2 separate regions of the Mus musculus genome follow, and region 2 is linked to region 1. A link is a contact called in public ChIA-PET data. All regions are on one chromosome and are shown on one strand. The core of a region is the stretch at or near the end of the contact, and the rest is flanking DNA. Distances in the headings are between cores, read along the strand shown.

Region 1 (7,916 bases), core at 3,323-5,822:
TGTAATCTCTTGGTTAATTGTCCGACATTGGTCCAGAGACAACTTGTGTCTTTTCATCGACTGACCTAGAGCCTGTACAGCTCTGACAGCATCTTTAAATACTATAGAAAATAAGCTACTGACGAAGCTGGTCTGTGTCCTTTTGCCTTGATCCATGCATACTCAATAAGGAAAAAAAGTACCATTGTGCTTAACGCTACTGAGACTAACCAGGAAACCCTAAAGATGAAGATGTTCCTGTTCCGGGAGCGGCCGGCTCCACAGCAGTGCTGGGGAGTTGCAGGACTTCATTCAAACAGGACTATCAGTCCAAGCAGGCTGATACATGAGTGGCAGTGGATATGATTTGCTTAATGGCTGATGTAATAAGATTGTATTTTCTTCCTATATTATGCTCTGGCACCTTACTCTTAGAGCCATTATCAGGTTTTAATAAATGAGTAAATAACTGGTATTTTTTTTAAAGTTTTTTCTCCCTGATCCCAAGACGTAAATTATCAGACAAACAAACAAAAAATAAATCCAATGCCAAAAACAGAAAACCTGCCTTCCAGTTGTTCAGAAAAGTTCAAGAGACTCCCAAACAATGTAGGCTTTTGTTGTTGCATTGGGCTTTCTCTCAGATTGAAGATACATCACAATTTATTAAGACACAACACACTTTGCACACAGGGCTGGGGAGGGCAGAGCAAACATTCTTTAATACACTAAGGATGACAGAAAGAATCAAAAAGATGTTTTACATTCAAGCAAGTAAAGCAATCAGCTATGTTTTGTCCCCCAGTTTACTGTTTGCTCAATAGTGTCAACATTTGCCCTCATTCTCACGGGGTAATTATCCTCAACCCATGTCCATGTTCAACCTTAAATCTATGTATCAGTTCACTTTAGTTGCTTCAGTTTCAAGCTATGTGTTCAACCACCAGCTCTCATCACCTTCACGTTATTACAACTGCACAAACCATTGTCATCTTAACTGGTAAATCTAATAAATTGTAACTAATTTCTAAACTCAATTCCACCACCTTAAGCAAGCTTTGAAACAAGAAAAACCATCATTACATCTGCCTGCACAGCAATGTGATGGGTCTAGTAGGAGATACACTCTTAGTCCAAAGGGGAGAGAAATGCAACTGTTTGCCCTACCCTGATTAAACCCAAAGAATCCTTCCTCAAGATAAAAAGAATGCGTTCCCTGCAGAGTGTGATTAGCAACCTGCCTGGTCGCACTAAATTATCCCACTCCCCACCTGTACCCCCATACCTAAGCATTCATCATAACACCCTTAGAATTATTCTAGATACTGAGCAGTTTTGCCTGTCTCACTCTGGCTTATACTAATACAACACTGGGCTTCACCTGGAGTTATCATTCATACAGTTCTTACATCCAGATCTGATAGCATTTTGCAAAGATAACAGAAAGGAATTATTTTTATTGAAATATGTTTGGCAAAAAAGCTAATATCAGATGTCTATAGCTTAAATACTTCTCAAATCTCAGTTAGTCTACCTTCTGAAAACTTTCCAGTGCTGGTAAGTGCCCTGCAAATTTCTCAGTGGATGACATATCCAGGGATGTAGCTAACAATTGCACTCATAATTATCTTTAGCATGAAATTCTGAGCCTAGTTAATTGAAACAAAATTGAAACTCAAAGAGAGACCTTTAGTGGCAGAGGACATAAGTTAATTTCCTCCCACCAAAAGGCTAATTTGGCAGTATTGGTAATTTAAGGGTCCAAAGAGCACAAGACTGTAGGGTGTAGTTCACTTTTCTCTATCTGGGTCACCAGCACAAACCCTGGGCAATATGGTAGAACAATACCACTGTAAATACAGCTGCTGAACAGAACTATGAAAATGCATACATTCTCTTCAATGTTGCTTACCAGAAAAAGTTCTAACATTGTTATACATTGCTTTCCCCTTGTCTTGGCTATTTGGGTCTTCTTCAAATGTCGTTTATGATTAAACAGCCACATACAATTAGCTGTCTTATTTTCACCTAAATGAACCAAAGCTGCAATGATAAACACATCAGCAGGCCCAGGGGTGGCAAATGCTGAGGCTATTCTAAATTAGTTGTTTACTTATATTTGTAATTATGGGCTGCAATACAGCCAGTTTGGCCCTCATACTTCCTCTTTAAAATACTGACAAAAATGTAAGGAAAAATTTAAAGGTATACTTTCAGCTATCTGCCTTTATTGTCTGGGTCAGTACAGTTCAAATATGAAATGCATCATTGTGGGCAGGTGACTGTGCACAATGAGCTCCTGAATGAAATGCACAAAACACCGAGATCCAGAGGGCCAAGGTAATTTTGAACTATGGCTAATTTATACATGCTGCTTCCCTATGTTATAAACATGGTCAATGCTGCATGTCATTGCCTTTATATTTGGTATGACTTCTCTTTTTTGTGGCTGTGTTGTATTGACATTCTTCAACAGATCAAGAGTAATACTGAGAGAGGCTGTTCCATAGAGACTAAGACTAAGGCATTATCTACCTGTCTTGTTCTTGCAATGACTAAACCAACTCAAAAAAGGAAAAAAAAATATTTTGCTATATATTCCATAGTTATAGGGAAGGTATAAGGGCAAGAGCTTGAGACAGTTGGTCCCATGTCACATTTGCATACCATCAGGAAGCAGAGAGCATTGCATGTTGTGCTCAGCCAGTTTTCTCTGGGGATCCCAGCCTGTGAAATGGCATTACCCATACTCAGTATGGGTCTTGCTGCCCCAGTTAACCAATGTACACAGACTCTCACAGGTATATCCAGATGGTAACCTAATCTAGACAGTCTCTCAAAATGCATGCATAGAGGATTGCCTCTTAGGTCATCCTAAATCTTGTAAAGTTCACAATATTAACCAGCATCCTTACTCTTGCAAGACTGTCCTTAATTTGTTCCTTTCTCCACAACGTATTTCAGTACATCTTACCCCATAATTATTGAGTCTAATTATGAAAAGACAACAGAGTGAAATGCAAATCAGTTGATATAAGAAAATTTTTTTCAGCAAGAAGAAAAGTAACAATAGATCTTCAGTACCCACTAGAGGCACTGCATTGTTACTCTGAGAAGCTGCATCATCAATGGTTAGGATAAAGTGGTATTCCCCCAAATTTGATGAAGAAAAGGCACTACCACTCTCCCCTTAAAAAGAGAGAGAGAGAGAGAGAGAGAGAGAGAGAGAGAGAGAGAGAGAGAGAGAGAGAGAGAGAATAAGATAATATGAAAAATTTGAAGACCAGAAAATTGAAGTGCCACATAGAATAATTCTAAAGAAAGTCCAGACTCCAGGGGAACAACCACAAGGCATTCTCAGTAATATGCATTCAAGGTAAATTCTGTACATCCAGCCCCCACTTAGCCTTCTTCAAGTTACTCACACAGTTGGAGCATTGCCACAGCCTCATACCATCTGTTCAGAAGCTCTATGTGAGACATAGTTAGCTTTGCTTTCAACAACTTAGTATGTAGAGATACCCTAGTGAGTTACCAATCACTACAGTGAAGTTCCAAGATAAACCTGTGCATTCCCTTGTTTCTTCATGTCCATGATGGTGTGCTGAGGAAGAGAAAACTGACAACAGAAGAGACAAAAACATTCCTAGGCTGGGGACAGACCTGATCATACAGAGCGAGGGTTCATTGTTGTTAGGTCTCAGGTTCTCCATAGATAAATGAGTTCAAGCTGGACTGTAGAAGGATTTCTGTCAGGTTACAAAGCCAGCACATGTCAGGAACTCATGAAACCAGTACCTGTCTACCAGAAGTCAATTCCCCTACATATCGCCAAGGGTCACATAACTACCTGTAGCACTATGAGCAGATCAAAGCCCGTGCTTTGCCTCCATGCTCCCTCAGTATCACAAGTTCCTGAAAAAGATTTCAAAGTCCATGCTAAGGACTGAAGAGATGGCTCGGCAGTTAAGAGGGTTATCTGCTCTTCCAGAGGTCCTGAGTTCCATTCCCAGCAACCACATGGTGGCTCACAACCATCTGTAATGTGCTCTGATGCCATCTTCTAGTGTGTAGATGTACATGCAGATAGAACATTCATATACATAAAATAAATACATGAATCTAAGTCCATGCTAGTACTCTGGCCCTTTCACCTTAGATCTGAGCCACTCCTATGCTTGCTGTTCTCATTCATTCCTCTCTTTTGATCTCATCTTGCTGTCTTCTGGCTCTCCTGCTGTGTTCTATTCTCTCTCTCTCTCTCTCTCTCTCTCTCTCTCTCTCTCTCTCTCTCTCTCTCTCTCTCTCTCATATACATACATATATATATATATATATATATATATATATATATATATATATATATATATACCCCGTCTTCCTGCTATTCTCGATCTCTTGCTCTCCCCACTGTTGTCTCCCACTGTACCATCTCACATCCTCTCCACCCTCTCACCTCTCTTGTACATATCCCTGGCCATGTCCAGTCTGTTTCTTTTATCCTGCTTTGGACACATCTTGATACCTCTGGATATTTACTCCTTCTTATTCAAAATAAAAACCCTTCCCCTTAATGATGGAGCACGCACATCAGGAGTTCCTTTACTGCATGCACCCCACCACTCTTGCATTCAACTGTTTCCTAAGAAAAACACAAGATTCAAATTCAAAAAGACTCAGAAGTAACAATATTCAGGATAAATTTTGAAATTAAACATGGAAAAAGTACTCCCTCAAAAATTTTAAAGGTTTCATAAGCCATTAAAGAAAGGCAGGACACTTCCAAGCAAATGCACCTAGACCATTCCTTAACACAACAATTCTCTTAACTCTAACCCATGATATTCCAAAAGCTTTTTTTATGCCATTATATGTTTGTGCATCTCATTTTTAAACAACAACTCTAACTGCCTGTCCTCTGCCTGTACCTCAGGGGTTGGCCTGAAATTCAGATTCCATCTGATAACAGTGTTATCTTTTTGGGTTGGTCGAAGTGAGTAATCTGCTGAGTTAATAGATTATGAAAGGGTTTTATCTATTGGTCACAGATGTTAGTTAAGCACTCTAGAAGTGTAACATAATAGTTCACGTCCCATGCCCCACCTGCCACTAAGAATATATCCTCAAGAAGTAAGCAACGTGAAAAAGATGGTGTGGAAGCAGTGAGAAGTTTTAGTGAACATACCACATGTAACATGCATTTCTCCCCAAATAAAACACATAATACATAGTAAAGTTTATAGGACATATTTTACTTTAGAATATATATTTTGCTCTTTCTATTTTAGTATATAAATTTGTAACATTTTTGATAGACACATATTTATTGACTTAATGAACCATAACTTTTAGCACTCTACCATTATAATTTTTAAAACTATCCTAAGTTTTCTATTTTAGAAGACATTTTTTGTCAAGAACCCTGTGGGTTATGAGACTTACACTACCTATAAGTTAAGTTAAGCTAGCCTAAGTTTTCTGGATGCTGATAAAAGACAGAAGCCTCCTGGGTCAGAGACAATGGTTTCTGTTGTTTAGAACACAGCAGGAAAAAAGAACTTTGTCTTCATGTCAGTTTCTCTACCCCTCTGAGTCCCAGAACACATTGGTCAAGTATATGCTGGGAAGGCAATGAGTTTATGTTAAAAATAGGGCACCCCAAGATTAGAGAAACCTAATTTTTTATAATTGTACAAATTTTCCTCTAGAGGGCTATGTAGCGCTCTCTATCTCTGTCTCTCTCTGTCTCTGTCTCTCTCTCTTTTCTCTTTCTCTCATCTCTCTCTCTTACTCTGCCTCGGTCTTTCTCCCTCTCTGTCTCTCTGTCTCTGTCTCTTGTGTTTGTGTGTGAATATGTATGTGTGGTTGCTGTGTTTATGTCTCTCTCTCTCTCTCTCTCTCTCTCTCTGTGTGTGTGTGTGTGTGTGTGTGTGTGTGTGTGTGTGTAGTTGCTGTGTGAATGTACTGGTAAACTTACCCTCATGGATGAGTGGGAAACACACAGGTCAACATTAGGTATATTTCTTTATTAATCTGCCGTAAATTTTGAAACAGGACCTCTCATTAACTTGGAGCTCACAATCTCATCTACACTAGTTATCAGCAAGCCACTGGGATTCACCTGTCTCTGAACCCCTCTGCAGCACTGGGGTAAGAGACAGGCCCCGCTGTGCCCAGCTTGTACATGGCTTCTGGAGATCTGAGTTCAGGTCCTCTTGCTTACATAGCCAGCACTTTACCGACGTTGCCATCTACCAAGTCTTGTTTCTCAAATCTTTTAGGCAGCAAACTCCTCCCCTAATGCAGAAAGAAACACACTGTCTGCCTCTTCATGCTATGCCCACATGAAGAACACTGCAGAACAAGAGGCTGCCCAGGATGCTACTCTCAACGTGTGCAGAAGCATAAGAGATTCAAAACTGTCTTCCTATACTTGCAGAGTGTCATTCAGGCCCTCAGGGCTTCCCCAGTTATTATGTATTTGATTAATATACTTCCATTTTGTACCTTGGGGTGTGATAGTATATTGAAAAGACAATGAGGATTTGTATAAAGCACAAGTCAACTCTAATATTGATTTATTGATGTGTTTAGAGAGCAATCTGAATGGATATTCTTCAGTTGCTAATAATTCCTGTTTTTATCTGTAGGATTTTGACTAAGCCAAATTTAAATTTACCTTTCTACATAGCTGTAACATTGTTATTATATAAAACAATACACCATTGTAACCTACATGAGTATACTTTTTAGATAGCTATTTAGCAATCCTTTATTTTTGAAAAAAACTTTTCTAGCAGTTAAATAATTGTCATTTTCAGCAAGGGTGAGCTATAACCCAGCACGGCTTCAAATTATCAAAACAGTTCCTAAGTAACATCAAAGTAAGTCTCCTGGGAGCATGCAGTGACAAAACCCGGTCACTGACCGATCTACTAAGCGCATGCACTTGTGATGAAATAAAACGAATCCTTCTACGCTAAGGGAAATTGCACACCACTGGGTAAAGTGTCTTGTTTATTTGTAAACAGCCATGTTTAGCTAAACCTGCTATCTTCACCAGTCCTCTTTACCAGCTTAATTCACTCTTGATGTCACTCAAAGACGACTTTCTGGTTGTATCTGGACACACTGATGTCTCGATTTTCTTGACAATTTGAAATAGAACATGTTCATAAGATGCGATATGAATTCAGGGGCATAGAAATATTTGACCTCTTAAGAAAACAGGGCTGGGATAAATTTACCAAAGCTTGAATTATTATGAAAAAGAAAAGCTGGCCCCTGGGACCCAGAAACCACGAAGATACACTCTGATTGGAAACTTTGACAGAGTCAGCTAGGTGAGAGCAGTGACCACAGCATTCCTCCCAAAACACTGGATCGTGCAAGTACTGCTAGACCACAATGGAAGCTATTTCCCACAGAGCCCTCCATGTGCTTATTTTGGTGAAGACACTAAACTGTAAGTCAGGAATCATATAATTCTCCACAGAAGCACAGAGAGCAAGAAACCCCAAGGAATTCTAACTATTCCCTAAAATTTGACAAGCCATACAAATCCATTCATTCAAAACTATGTGCCCAGGGCCAGCAATGAGCAAGGAACTTGAGATCCCAGTAATCAAGCAGGGGATGATGAGCAGTGCCTTTCTTATGAAGTCCTCGGACTGTATATCCTATTGTGGGGAGGGAATATAAGAAGGAGGATATGTAGTTTTGTTATCTTCTGTAGCAATAATCAAAATAATTTCACTGATAATATGACTTTTCCATGAGGAAAAACTAAACAGAAAAGGAGAGAATTCTTACTTCAGCTTGGCAGCCTTAATAATTTCCCCATAATAGTCTCCAACTTACAACTCAGGTAATAAACAAGGTGAAGCGTAAGAAGAAACACAATCTTCATCCCTCAAAGTGCTGAAAAGAAATTTGTT
Region 2 (7,916 bases), core at 2,285-4,784, 240 kb before region 1:
TGTGTGTGTAAAAAGTATGGGTATAGTAGGGTAGAGGTATACTTTGTTAATAAAACAGTGGAAAAATAGATAAAAAATAATTGTAATAATTAATTATAGATTACATTTGGACCTGAAAAAGAGGGGCTAGTGCAATGTCTCAGGAAGTAAAACACTGATTACTTTTCCAGAAGACCCAGATTCAATCACCAGTACCTGCATGGTGGCAGATAACTGTAATTCCAGTTCCAGGGGATCCACTGCCCTCTTTTGACCCCCAACTGATGCCAGAATGAGGACTCCTGAATATGGGAGAATGACTAATTATGACTACAATTTTTAGATAAATAAGAGAAGTTAGGCCAGGAGGATGACCTGTAGAAAGGAGCAAAGAAGAATCAGAGGTAAGACAGAACAGTTTTGAAGAGCACTTTTCTCCCTTAAATGTTTCATTGGTTTCTGAATTCTCATTCTTGTAACAAATTGCTGAAGTGCTTAGAAAATTTCTTTACTCTCATCCTGGTTCCATGAAGATGGTTCTGTAAGTTTAGAGACATGGTGATGTTTGGGTAAATGTTTTAAGACAGGATATCACCTACAGGCACCAAGTTATAAATGACTCCTATCTGTTTAGTTGAGCCAAGTACCCTACTACAGCATGGGGTTTTATAGCCAGGTGGAGTAAGAGAATGAAGAAAAAGAATAGTCAAAACACAGATGCAGTGGCATCTCAAACTCACAAGTCCTGATGGAGTGTACCTGGCATTGAAATATGTATGTCATGTACATGATATACATTTAAAAGATTTTAAAGGTATTTTTGATCTCTTCAATCTCTTGAAGTATGTTATAATAATCAATGTGGATTTTTAAGATTCAGCATAGTACTTCTGTCCTCTAATTTAAACTGCTGTCTTCTTCCTTCAGCTTTGTTAAATGTTAATACTTCTTCACACTAAGAGGAGATAAACAGGATCTCCCAGCCAATTCTTGAAAAAAGTACAAAAGAGGAGTTCCAGCTTTATTATACAGTCTGATGGAATTAAAAACAAAAAGTTATAAAGATATAAGATAAAACTATACAAGTTATAAAGAGGAAAGATATAAATTATCTTAATAAAAGAATTTATATATTTGTATTTATATATTGATTTATATATTTATAAAAATTATTTCAATTAAAAAAGAATTTATATGTAAAGACTTAGATGAAAACATGTTGACAAGATAAAAAAATACAGGTTTTATAAGTTTTAAAGATCCGAAAGAGTTATTTAAGGTACATAGAGTATGATAAAAGTTATATAAAGTATATCAAGGATGAGACTTAAAATAACATATATATGATATTAAGGTTCTTGTAAGGCCAAAAGTCAACCTGTAATCTCCACCTACCTAAGGACCAGGTAACTTCTTGGGATGCTGGGAGTTGTAGTTTTTAGAAATTAATAAAGCCACATGGGAAAATATGGTGGATTAATAGTTTTATCCTTAAAAAGCCCCTACAACGTGTGTCTAGTCACTACTTGCTGGGAATTCCAGAGAGTGGTCCTGACCAAGGTCCATTCTGGCTAGCATTTAATTAAAACTTGCTTAAATTTTTGCTCAAAATGTAGAACTTGTTTATCTTTGGTGAATCTCAGTATTAACACTTTCAAGTATAAAATCAACAAGTATAAAATACTTGTTTGAATGTATGTCAAATCAAGATTTATTTTAAAATATCTTGTTATCACAATAATATATAATGGTCATAGTATCACACTGCCATAACTGATCTGGATGTTTGCCATGTGGCAAACTATACTGGTTTCTTTAACTATACTGGAATATAACTCACCATTTCTATTTGTTTGTCATTGATTGGTCAATATGGCTATGCCACTCTCATGTGAGTGACCTGTAATGCCTAAGACTTTGCGGTCCACAAGTGATTGAAGGTACCATTTCTCAAACATCATCAATTCATTCATCATTTAAGTTTTCCAGCTTCTCATCATCACAGGTACCCTGTGTGGATGGATGCTTTCCATCATGCTATAAAACTCTGTGTCCTGGTTTCAAAATGGAATTCCCCTTTGGGTGGCATGTTCCTGATTTTTAAAGAACTCTGTCCCTCTGAGTGGACAACTTGAGGTATTAGTTATCCTGTCCCAGAGGCATCCACCTGGTCTACATAAAGAAAATTTTCTAGAGTCCATTCATTGGCCTGTGATATTATCTCCAGAAGGAATTATTCAACCAAACTGGTTATGGGCTGTAGCCTTGGGCAATGTGGTCATTTATAGGATTTTTGGAAAAGATGAACATGGACATATTTTTCTATTGGGACTCACTGCTTGTGTTAATCCTCCATATTTGTTACTGATGGAGAGTCCCTCTATTTAACAAAACGGGGAATACTTCAAGTTATCTGCACCAATTATATTCTATTTAGTTGTGTGCCTTCTCCTCTGCTGCTAAGAGCCTTCTATTGCTTTGGTAGTCTTCCTTTGTTACAGGTCCCATGTATTGTAAGATGAACAACTTAGTGATTTTGGACAGCAGGTTCTCCTTGAATTACATCAGGCTCTTATTAGGGAGCAAAGATTTTTAGGTCAGATTTTAATTAGCAATATTGTGGTGGTCATTGGTATGGCATCCACAGCTGCTTCTACAACATCTCTTCAACCCCCTTCAACACCCTCCAACCTTGATTCAATATTATCATTGAAATTGTTGCATGGTGATTGTTTCAGCAATGCTGGGAAGCATTTGTTGGCTCAGAGAGTGTAGGAACCTCATCAACACTCAGACACAAGTAACTCATCTGTCCTCAAAATAGTCAAAAGGAGGAGGGAACTGTTGAGGACTAGATTAACTCAGGCTTTTCCTGAGGTCCTGATATATGGAGAAGAAACATAGTTCCTTCTCTAAACCAAAAACATGCTTGACATAACCAGCAATGAAGTGGAGCCAGAGCTGTGGGAAAGCTGAGGCTTCAAATCCTGAGAAGCCATCCCTTGCCATGTTTGGAGTTCCCAAGGCCACTGTGTACTCAGTCTCTGATGCCCTTGAGATAACCTATGTTCTCCTTCATTGATAGATTAGGTTCTTGCTGACTTTGTTCCATTTTATGACACCCTTCCGCTGACTATCCCACAGATAGTATATAAGATATTGTACTTCTTAATGAACTTGCTTGGCATAAGTTATTAGCTTGTGCAAGAACTTCTGACCCCAGATTTCCTTTCTTCTTCTTTAATTTGTCCTCTCACTCAGGACCATGCCACCTGCTGACCAAGGTCAGCTATAAAGAAATCCTCTGACAAGGGAAAGGAAAAAAGTCAGTTCTGGAAAGACCTGGTCACTGCAAACAACAGAGCAGATCCAGTGAGAGCAAGGAAAGCTGACAGCTAAATAGTTAAACATGAAGTCACTTGGGTTGTAGTTGTTTAATTGCAGCAAGATAGACTCAGTATAGGAACTGAAGTAGAAGGTAGCTTGTCTTGCTTGAGGAAAGGCTGATCAATGGAATGGAGGTAATTTATATAGCTTGCTCTGGTGCTGTCGATCTGCCACTCTCTACCCGCCTCCTTTGTGAGTACGTGTGTGTGTGTGTGTGTGTGTGTGTGTGTGTGTGTGTGTGTGGCTGGATGGCTAGCTAGCTAGCTAGCTGGCTTCCTCTCTATCTCCTCATTTCTCCCTCTCTCTCCCCTATCTAAAATCCCTGTCTATTTATCTATTACTGCGCCCCCCTTTGAGTGGTGGATAGGTCATTGTACATGGTAGATAAGCATTCTCCCACTTAAGATACACCTCAGCTCAGATCTATTTTGATCATAATTTGACTCTGAGCCTCAATTATAACCAAATTTCTCAAAAAATTAAAAGAAAATTATAATTCTAGACTAAATAATTAAATAATGCTAATATATGTATTCTTATTCCCACTCCTTTTTTTTTTTAATGGCATGCAGAGTATCTTTGTGACTAGGCAATTTAGTTGCAGAGGTTCCTCCATCTTGTATTCTTACTGACCCTATTCAGGTTTAACTAGAATCTGCTAGAATCTGATCTTTTTGATGGAGAATCCCTTGGAAAACTACCCAATTTCATTCTAGGAAACAAAGATCAAGAAATTCTAGCTAACTTATCTTGGCCTTTGTTAAAGCTGCTAGTCTGTGTGGAACCTCCTCCAGCTCACTGCTTATCTTAGTTGTCTGTCTGTGCAGAGTGCCCCTTCAGGCTAGCTAACTGCTTATCTTAGCTTCTGCTAAACTTGCTTGCTTCAAACTGCTTGTTTTTAAAAATTCTCTCCATGTTTGGACACCCTGGGCCACACCTACATCTGTACCTATCAACACTGACTATTGTCCCAGCTGGTTAGAGTAAAGACTATCAACTGGCTATATACTGTGTCTGAGTTGTCATCTTTGTTGGGTGGCCATAACATCTTCTTATACCAAAGATGCTAGAACACAGGGGTGAAGGCTGCAATATCTGTAAATGGGATTTTACCAACTGAGTTGAGGATATAGAGTGGCAAACTTCCCTTTTATGTCCTACAAGACTTGGTACCCTTTGTGTACAGACTCTGTTCTATATTCAGAATACTAAGACCAGTCTGGAAGTGAGCAGATGAAAACCTTACAACTATTGTAAAGGCTTTGATTTGAATTTTTTTATATTCAGAAAAAATTGTTAAGGATTATAGTTGGCAAAAAATAAAAGTGGTCAAATAGATTTCTATGGTATTTTGGAACAAAGTATTCTCTTTATTTAATTTATATATCATTTAATTTTTTAGAGATACTTCTGAGAAAGATTCATTTGGGTTTCCTAGATCTATTTCTAACTACAATGGAGTTAATTAAAAATGGGCTAAATTTCTCCCATACAAGAATTCATCATTGAGTATTATATTAGTTCTCGCTGAGTTGGGAAAAAAAAACATTATCTTTTTAACTTTTTTTAAAATTATAAGATAAGGAATTACAAAATGAAACCTTAGGTACATGTCCCATCTCTCTCACACACATACACACACACACACACCCCACGCTGGAAGCTAAGGACTGATAACTCTGTAAACTGCAAGATAAATTCTGCTTTTGGTTCAAAGGGACTTGAGGTGGGAAATGTATACCAAAGAGTGACAGGACACACATGAGACAGTGAACACATGCAGACAGCAGTGCCATCCATGAGTGTTTCTTCACCAAGTTTGGGAGCAAGTGACAAGATAGCCCATAAAACAACTAATACCAATCTAATGCTGTTTCTGGCATAATCTCTTTTCTTTGTGTAATGTCCTTTAATTAAAAATTGTGTAAGCTAAAATCTGTTGACAAATTTCCCTCATATATAACAAAGGACTGTGATCACTGCTTTTATTTATACACACAACTTTAAAATGTTTTGTGTGTTTTTTGTTTTGCTTTTTTTTTTTTTTTTTTTTTGGAAACATGATTTCTGTATAGCCCAGGCTGTCCTGGAACTTGCCCTGCATATACCACTGCCCAGCTAAACTTTTCAATAAATATCATGTAATTAAATGTTAATAAATGTTTAGCAGACAGAATACAAATTATCATAAAAAACTTTTAATGCCATGCCTTTTAAATGATGATTTAAACATATTCTATGAGTTGGATTTATACCTGATGGGGAGAAGAAAAGTTTTTGGTGGAAAAATCTCAACCCTTAAAGTTTTATTTTGGTTATTTGTATTAAACTATGCATACCTCATACAGGGCCAAAACAACAACAAGTGAGTCCTTTAAAATTTATTTCAAGGTAATTTATTGAAATACTTTTCCATGTCTCACTTTGAACACCTGGTGATCATACTGGTTTGTTACAGGAGTGATAATGATAAGTGTGTGGAAGTAGGTAGAACTGAGAACATATGTAAGAAAAGTTCCTGTGTTTTCAGGGTTTCTATCCCACAGAAAAATCTTTAAAACCTCCAAAAAAATGTTATTTCCTTTTTATATGTGTATACCTTATTTTAAGAAATAATTTGAATCAGATTTGACAACCTTGAAGAGTTCATCTCTATTTTACTAATTGTCCATGATTTCAAAAGAATTGAAATTTAAAAGGCCATATAATATTCTGATAATTTAAAAAATGATCTTAATACTTTAAAATTATTTTATTATCTTATGTGTATAGATGTTTTGCCTGCATGTATATATATGCAGCACACTTTTGCCTGGTGCCCATGAAGGACAGAGGAGGGCACTAGGTCCCCTGAAATTAAGTGATAAAAGCTTGTAAACCATTATGTGGGTGCTGGGAATTGAACCAGGATCCACTGGAAGAGCAATCAGTGCTCTTGATAGCTGGGCCATCTCTCCAATCTCTTGATGCATTTTTTGAAACTTGAAGGTTTGTGGTTAATATTTTCATTATACCTGGGTAAAATAATTTTTGAGATTAAGATTTTTTATTGTAATTTCATTTTAAATTTCCAGTGAAATAACTTACAATTATAATTTAATCATTAGGCTTTCTATAGGTCTGACCATTTTGTACATTTGTACTTATTTTGTGATGCATAATATTGAGTTGAATTAGGACCATCTAGAGTCTGCTGCACCTGGGGATCCATCCCAAAATCAGGCTCTAAACGCAGACACCATTGCATGCGCCAGCAAGATTTTACTGAAAGGACCCTGATATAGCTGTCTCTTGTGAGGCTATGCCAGTGCCTGGCAAACACAGAAGTGGATGCTCACAGTCAGCTATTGGATGGAATACAGGAACCCCAATGTAGGAGCTAGAGAAAGCACCCAAGGAGCTAAAGGGGTCTGCAACTCTTTAGGTGAAACAACAATATGAACTAACCAGTACCCCCAGAGCTTGTGTCTCTAGCTGCATATGTAGCAGAAGATGGCCTAGTTGGCCATCATTGGTAAGAGAGGCCCCTTGGTCTTGCAAACTCTATATGCCCCAGTACAGGGGAACACCAGGGCCAAGAAATGGGAGTGGGTGGGTAGAGGAGCAGGGAGGGGGAAGGGTATAGGGAATTTTCGCAATAGCATTTGAAATGTATATAAATAAAATAATAGATAAAAAATAAAAAAAGAATCTGTTTAATGTGCTAACTTCTATAAGAAGAGATTTTAGGTCATAAAAATGGATTTAAAATTGGCAATTGTTGAAATATTCTGGAAGATAATAAAATTACTTAAAATATTTAAATAAAATTAATATAAATGAATATAACATGATAATTATATTGTTATGTTGAAAGAAAATTAAGGGAATAACACTTCACTTACAGTTATATGGGCAAATTTAATAATCAGTTATTTAATTTTTCATATTCTATTTTGAATAAATTATGGTAATAGCTAAAGCAAACAATACTAGCATTTCTATAAATATACTTTATCATACATTTTGTTTTGCCTTTTAAAAGAGTTTTGTTTGTTTTCTTTATGTGTATGTCTGGACTTGAATGAGCTTATGTGCACTATGTATATGCAGTACCTGTGAAGGCCAGAAGAACCTGTAGGATTCCCAGGAACTGAAGTCAGAGGCAGTTGTGAGCTGCTATGTGGGTGCTGAGAACTGAATTCTGGTCCTCTGCAAGAACAGTGTGCATTCTTAACTCCTGAGCCATTTCTCTATCTCTTATTTTGTTTTTCCTATAGGGATTTATTTAAACCATCATGTTCTATGCTCATGCTTGAAACTGGAGCTTTAGTGCTTGTTCAAGGAAGTGACTGTTGAGTGAAGGCCTCACTGCTGCACTTCATTGGTCTAGCTTCATTCTACTCTTGTACCCCAGCATGCCCACAGTGTTTGCAGTATGGAGAAATATGACGCCAAGCTACAAAACCTCAATACACGCTTGACCTTTCATTTGATGACAAGTCTTACTAACAGTTAAGTAGAAATGTGCTTTCTTTTTCTTCAAGGAATAGTCGGTTCAAATCCTCCCA

Evidence for each region. ChIA-PET counts read pairs in DNA pulled down with a chosen protein or histone mark.
Region 2: a contact with region 1 is called in an SMC1A ChIA-PET map of the G1E-ER4 cell line, with 14 read pairs. The contact joins two enhancer-like sites. A contact is called at or near these places in 1 of 15 datasets of contacts at CTCF or cohesin (the G1E-ER4 cell line) and 2 of 484 Hi-C or Micro-C datasets (both in the G1E-ER4 cell line).

The regions. Positions count from the first base shown.
Region 1 is chr6:66,284,394-66,292,309 of GRCm38.p6, forward strand. It overlaps the pseudogene Gm31520. Among named protein-coding and RNA genes, the nearest start is that of Gm36408, 16 kb to the left of the region's middle. Within about 2 kb of position 4,573, at least 2 of the 459 cell types and tissues checked have an H3K27ac peak or open chromatin away from gene starts, as enhancers often do. A contact at or near this core is called in the G1E-ER4 cell line, where this site is marked.
Region 2 is chr6:66,048,342-66,056,257 of GRCm38.p6, forward strand. No RefSeq gene overlaps it. Among named protein-coding and RNA genes, the nearest start is that of Gm23625, 63 kb to the left of the region's middle. Within about 2 kb of position 3,535, at least 12 of the 459 cell types and tissues checked have an H3K27ac peak or open chromatin away from gene starts, as enhancers often do. A contact at or near this core is called in the G1E-ER4 cell line, where this site is marked.